Regions from separate parts of the Pan troglodytes genome. Here region 2 is linked to region 1. The links are chromatin contacts, called in public Hi-C maps. All regions are on one chromosome and are shown on one strand. The core of a region is the stretch at or near the end of the contact, and the rest is flanking DNA. Distances in the headings are between cores, read along the strand shown. Region 1 overlaps TCF4 (transcription factor 4). Region 2 has its middle 140 kb from the start of TCF4.

Evidence for each region. A called contact is a pair of places that touch in the nucleus more often than the background predicts.
Region 2: a Hi-C map of induced pluripotent stem cells shows a contact between it and region 1, with 2.1 times the contacts expected there. The contact joins two enhancer-like sites. A contact is called at or near these places in 2 of 7 Hi-C or Micro-C datasets (induced pluripotent stem cells and stem cell-derived neural progenitor cells) and 1 of 1 datasets of contacts at active chromatin or transcription factors (stem cell-derived excitatory neurons).

The regions. Positions count from the first base shown.
Region 1 is chr17:65,638,817-65,642,177 of NHGRI_mPanTro3-v2.0_pri, reverse strand. All of the region lies in intron 4 of TCF4 (transcription factor 4), which reads left to right. Among named protein-coding and RNA genes, the nearest start is that of TCF4, 54 kb to the left of the region's middle. Within about 2 kb of position 1,742, at least 4 of the 24 cell types and tissues checked have an H3K27ac peak or open chromatin away from gene starts, as enhancers often do. A contact at or near this core is called in induced pluripotent stem cells, where this site is marked.
Region 2 is chr17:65,836,064-65,839,424 of NHGRI_mPanTro3-v2.0_pri, reverse strand. No RefSeq gene overlaps it. Among named protein-coding and RNA genes, the nearest start is that of TCF4, 140 kb to the right of the region's middle. Within about 2 kb of position 1,819, at least 14 of the 24 cell types and tissues checked have an H3K27ac peak or open chromatin away from gene starts, as enhancers often do. A contact at or near this core is called in induced pluripotent stem cells, where this site is marked.

The DNA.
Region 1 (3,361 bases), core at 493-2,992:
TGTCAACTATGAATATAATTTAACATCTTTTAATATTCATTTGGTGCTATAGCAATGAAAGAAGTTTGTTCACTTATGTGATTTGTGTAATTGGTATATTTTTATAAAACTAATGGCTTTAAAAGTTGCTCATTTCCAAATAAGTTCCTTCTCCTTCTATTGCCTGCCTAAGTTTAGGGAATTTGTGTCTCGATAACTTGTTTTAAAAAATGTGAGATGCTTCTTGTATTTTTATTTTAGTTTTCTGGTGCACATTGATTAAAAGGACCATTGACAGACAATATGTTTGTGTTTTACTATCCTGGACCTGGTTATGTTTTCCACTTAGGGATTTGGGATAGTTTTTATATTAGTATTATATCTTTAAATTTCTGTATGGTATCTTCTATGCAACTTTTAAGATGGAAAATGTTAATATGCATGTTTGATGTAAAGGTAAGGACAAGTATCTTTTGTGGGCAAATTAATTTTTCATGTTAGACAAGATCAAAACTAACTGTTTTTGACAGTAATTTTTTTATGACTTAACTTAAAAATGTGTATTCAGTTTCAATCTAAAAGTAGCTTATGTCAGACAGACACAGAGATAGACTACTTTTAAAGTCAATGCTAAAAGACTAGTTTGCAATGTTGTGAAAATATGCATTTAGAATAACTTAAGTATATTACATTAGATATTTAATAAAGTAAGGTGTTTAGAAATATGAGATTGTGTTACATTTAAAAAGACAACTGTATGTCTGATCCATTTTCTATGTTCACATTTAAATAAAGTTCTTGATATGATGTTTAAATGTTTATAGAGAATACAGGCTTAATAAGTTGAATATGTATTAATGCATTTTGGTAAGTGATGATATATCAACACTTACACAGTTCTGAAGACAATAACACACACACATACACACATACACATACACACATATGTTCATGCATGCAAACCTGGAGAGAGACTTCACTCTTAATAAGTCATGTTACACTGCTTCTAATGCATACACAGTGATTATTTTGAAGGTGTGGAACTTTAAGTTACGTTGTACCAGAAATGGTGTTTTCAGGACCAAATGTTTACTTGTAAGGGTAAAAAGTGTAATGGTCCTTTTATTCTAGCAGCCTGAATGAGAATGCAGGGTATTCATTTCATGTAGTATGATGGTGATTATAATATGTAGGGTACAGATTGGAGTGTTCAGTTTTCCTCTGTCAAGATAATATTTGAACACAGGGCTGTTAGTTAAGAAAACGGGTTGTATTTCCACTTAAAAGAGTTAAATCTTTTAAAAAGCGTAATACATTTTAAAAATCATGAATACTGCATTTTGCCCTTTAATTGGAAGGATCAACTAGGAAACTTTGGAGAGAGAAATAATTTTCTAAATTTACTTCAAGTTAATATCCATTGTCTTGAGTGGACTCAGATGTCCCTTTCATGGATTGCTTTGAAACTTGGATTTAGGAAAGATCTAAACTATAAGTAGACTGTTCCTATTTGAAAAATCAGCTATGGTTTTTCAAAGTGAGGCATGGTAATAATCCATGCTTAAAGTTCCCAATAGCTTTTGATTCCATTAATATAGGATGCTCCATAGTGATTTGCAATGTGAGAATAAAAATAAAGTGTGGCCATATTCCCTTTAATCTTTCATTTCACAAACATGGTTTTTCCTACCACCTTAAGAAATGGTGAGGCTGCTAGGGAGAATGGAATGTAACCTGAGCTACAGCCTGACATTCCCAGGGAGCATTTTTCACATGAAAGGCTTTTGTCAACCCAGGAAAGGACTAGCAGTTTTTGTTTGATGTTTGCAGGTGTTCAGCAGAAAGCACTAAAACAATTCAGCCATGATGGTTCAGAGCTTCGATGACCTTAACAGGGAAAATTGGTGGGCTCTGGAATTATTTTTAAGAAATAGTTATAACCTATATGGTAACTTAAACAAAGGGATTTAATATCCGTTATATCATTGATCTTAAAACAAACTAAAAGCATCCACATGCCTGGATGATTGGAAAATTATTCTCATTGAAAAGTAGGATGCCTAAGTTACCAAAAAAAGAAAATCATCTGAAGAGTCTATAATTTATTGATGAGTATGGACTTAATTTTCTGATATAGCAGAAGGACAGTTTATTTGGTTACTTTTGACTCTTGTGAGGAAAAGATAAACATCCTAGCTTTGACATCTTTTTAAAAAGTCGTTTTAAAGTTGGGCCACTAAAATGATATATTCTAAAGAACTTGTTAGATCAGGTCTGGTCACATCTGTTACATGTATTTACTGCTGGTCTATGACAGGTACTACATCTTTCTCCCTTAGTTTAAAAGTTGAGCTTTTCCCCCTGTGACTGTTTAGTTTTACTGAGGTGTTCAGGTATTGTTAAAAGATTGTCAAATGAACGAGTGTTTGAACAATTAAGAGCAGCATTAAAACACACCACATCTTTGTTGTGGGTCATTTTTGGAAGAGGAAAGTATTGCCTGAAATTTACCTAAGTTAGCTAACCTATATCCACATGACACCAACATAATATGCCAATTTAGTGAATTCATTGAGGCGGAAAAAAATCAGTCCGGTGGATAGTTTTGTATGATACAGAAAATTAACGTGGTCACATCCTGAATTAGTTTTGAGTTCATAGTGATGGCATGAAAAAAAAATTGGTTTCCCCTTAAAGATATTTGTTGAGGAGAGCTGCTTAATATTGTGTGTGTGTGTATAAGTGAGTGAAAACACCCTTAAAATCGTAAATGGTATAATTCATAAGGGTTCTGTGGCTTTTTGTAAAGGGCAGAGTAATTTAACAGGTTAAAAGAAGTACAGTGGCGTTAAACCCATTATGTTAGAATCACAGAATTTTGGGTATAGAAACCCATTAGAAATGTTGCCCAGTGCCTTCATTATACAGGCAAAGAAAACTGAGGCCCAAGATAAGGAGTTCCAAACTGTGCTTTCTTATTTGTTATTTTAAAAAACAAGTTTTTATTTGCTAATTCTCTGTGGCCCTGCAAATCCTTTATTGGAAATAACCTTGGTCTCACTGCTGTCTTTCTGTCCTTTGTACTGCGTAATGGGGCTTGAGGATTAGTGTGCTGATATTTGTGCACGTAAATGCTTCTGTATATGCATGTGCCTTCTGAAAACTTTTTTAGGTTTGGAGCTGAATTTTGGATTATTGATCATTCTCTTTTGCCTGGTCTTCCCTGTGACTGTTTTGCATGATGTTGGGTAAAATAATAGTGTGGGTGAGCATGTCACAGTGCTTCTCAGTGTGTTAGAGAGGTGTGCTGTGTACCTTATACCTGTTGTATTTTTTAAATCCTAACAAGAACCTAGTGAGATGCAAGGATTACTACTATCCT
Region 2 (3,361 bases), core at 570-3,069, 200 kb before region 1:
CAGAACACTCCAATTTGAATCATAGTGGAGGGTCATGGGAGTGATTTGGCACAGGGGAGTCTTGGGTCTTTGGTTTTCCACATTGATCAATGGGATTGATTTTTTCTGTTTTTGTTTTTGTTTTAAAAGAAGAGAATTAGTTCCTTTTTCTGTCTCCAGGATTGAAAACATGAAGGCAAAGAAGAGAAACTCACAATATGTCATTAACTTTGGGTTATCAATATTAGTGGAAAGAATCAATGGTGCAAAGAATCCTAAAGGACTAGATAATCCGCATATTCGACTTCCTGATTATGTGTTACTGACACTAACATTTCGGAGTGTGGAGACCCTGCCCCATCTGGGGAGAGGGAGAGACAAAGACCCCCTGCTTCTGGTACTTGATTCACACATAATGCCCTCCATTTACTGCTTTCAAGAAATAACCTGTTTCTAATCTTAAATTTCAATCTACTGATCACAAAATCATAGAGATCCTAGACTTGAAAGAGACTTCATGAGACCATGTGACCAACTTTCTGACGCAGGTGAGATATCATTGTTTTGCATTTTATTTTATAGAGGAAGTCATTGAGATTCAGAAAGGAAAATTAAAGAGGCCGGGTCTCAGTTGAGTGATTTTTCTCCGTAGATTAAAAAATCCATTCAGTATCCAGTTCCCCTTCCCCACCTACTCCTCCTAATAAGGCTGTGAATAGAGTTTTTTATATCCCAAGTCTAAACTTTGAGCCATTGGCAACCCTTAGGAGGAAAGAGATGAATCACAAGGGATTGTGGAATCATTAGAAATTGAGGTAGCTGAACATCTGGGGGAATGCTCGGCTTGATTCAAAACTGTCATCAAATGTGGGTTTCTCCTGGGTGGGAGGCCGCTGAGCCGCAGGGAAGCTGTGGGGCCAGCTGAGGAGCCGGCGGCCTCTTGGGTCCCCAGTGTCGCGCGACAGCACGACCCGAGACAAGGCACCTGGGGCTGGTGCCACGCAGAGGCCCCGCGTTGCGTGGCCGGCGGCAACAGCGCCTGGCGGTCGGTTCCGGGCGGGGCTGCAGGCGCCGGGTTCCCGCGGCCGCGAGGCGGGGCTGGAGGGCGCTGCGGGCTGCGCGGAGGCTGCGGGGAGCGCGGGGAGCACACGGAGCACGCGGAGCCCGACTAGCAGGGAGATCGCGTCGCGCCGGGCACAGGCAGGGGACCCGCGCTCTAGGAGGGCGCAGCGAGAGGCGCACTGCGCACCCAGGGGCTGCGGTCCCGGCCGCCGTGCGGGGACAAGCTGACTCCCCGCCGCCGCCCAGCCAAGTCCGCGCGGGGTGCTGGCGGAGATGTCGCATGGGAGGCTTCTTCAACGAGGTGCAAATCCAAGCCACCTCGCCTGAGTGAATGAAGGGACGGCGCGGGTGGGGTTCACCGTGACAAAAGCCCAGTACCTGGTTCAAACTTTTTTTTTTTTTTTTTTTTTTTGCTCGCAGGATTAGAACATCCGAGATTAAAATGTCTCACACGTCAGTGCAGCAGAATTTCCCAGCGACTTCGGTGGCGGGAGAGCAGCACCTCTCAGGCACAGCTGTGCGGATCCCTCGGGCCCCACCGACCGCGGGAAACGAAATCTGAGCTCAGGAATTTGAACTGCCCCACGCACGTTCGTTCCCGGATAAATCTCCTAGAGGACCGTGATTTTTCCACTTAGAGATTATTTAGGGAGATGTCCTGGATGGGACAGGTAGACAAATGGCGGCCCGAGGAAAATGCAGGAAACTCTACATTGTAGACGCTTAAGCACCAACTGTCTGGGCCCCGGGGCAGGGGACGGGAGACATTATCCACCGGAAACATCACACCCCCGGGGCTCCTGGCATTTTCTACATCAGTGAATGTGCCAGCGAAGAAGAGTGTGGGGAAATTTTCTGAACATAGAATTCATATTCCTGAAACGTTAAGTCGTGAAGTGGGTGCTTCAGCTGTCCCCCAGCTTTAGGATTTTAACCCAGCTTTGGTTTTAATCACCAAGAGTTATTCCTTATAATCAAATCAGCAAAAGCGTTCAATTACCTATTACTGGTTGAGAAAGATTCCGTTCCCCCAGCTCATTGTATCGGTTCTCGGACCCAAGATGTTAATTATCGGCCAGGCATTCACAGGGGGTTAATATGGCCCCCCTCGACACCTTGCCTCGTACCAGAGACACCAAAAGCTGCTGCTGAGGGATAATGGGGAATGGGAAAAGCTGGTCATGAAAAACCTCTTTTATTCTTACTTGCAAGCTACCCTTTTGACATTCTTTTTTAAACACTAAATGGAGATTACTGAATTGATAACTTTTGGGTTTTCTCTGTCACACTGGGGTTTTTTTTCCCCCGTTTGTTTGTAAGGTTTTTTTGGTTTTGGTTTTGGTTTTGGTTTTGGGGGGAGGGGAAGGGGGAAGTGGATAGGGAGATGGAAGAGTGTTCTGTTACTGGTTTTATCCAAATCCTGTTAGGTCTTGTTCTTCAGTGTAATGTAGAATGGAGAAGTTGCATAAGTACATGATTGACAAACAAGGTCTCTTAGAAGAGAGTTAAGGAGTAGGAAATATAATGTGTCCTGGAGAAAAAGAAAGAGAAAACCCTTAGTATGACACACTGGCCTTTAAATAGAGGACACATGAATATGCAAAGGAGAGGCACGTGTGAAATAAGGTGCGCCTTGCTGAGCCCTCCCGCCCCCACCCCCCATGTATCAAGAACTTTACTTACATTATCTCATCTAATTCTACTCACAACCCAAGAGGAAGGGCGATACTTTTAATTCGGGTTTTTACAGACGAGAAATTTGTATCTCAGAGGCCCAAAGTAAATTGCCTGAGGGCATATAGCTACTTAGGACAGAATTATAATTGATTAAAGAGTCAAAAATTCTTTGAGAATGTTTTAAACTCTCGATTAGTTACCAAGGGAATCTGAGAAATTAATTAACTTTTGGGGGGATCTTTAGATTAGTGGGGAAATTATGTTAAGCCCAAAGAAAGACAAGCCCGTGAATTTTCTTGTTATCTACGAAGTGGTTTGGGGAAAGGTGTGACAATTTGAGAAAACTGAAAAGTGCTGAAATTCCTTTAATAAGGTTCTGTTTAAACTGATAGAGCTACCAGATATAATTAGGCAGATATCCATTTTCTTCTGGAAGCTTCCATTATTTGAGAAGAAAACGGAAAAGCTTTAGACTGTTTCAAATTAAGGACAATTTGAATTTTAGTTGGAAAGCGGATAAACTATCTGTATGATTGAGTTTAAAAGGCATGGAAAGGCTATTACGAAGTATTGATCCCACTCAGTGAGAGCAAGCACAGCTTTCAAATGATACAGATCTGGCTATGAATTTGAATGGTGACTG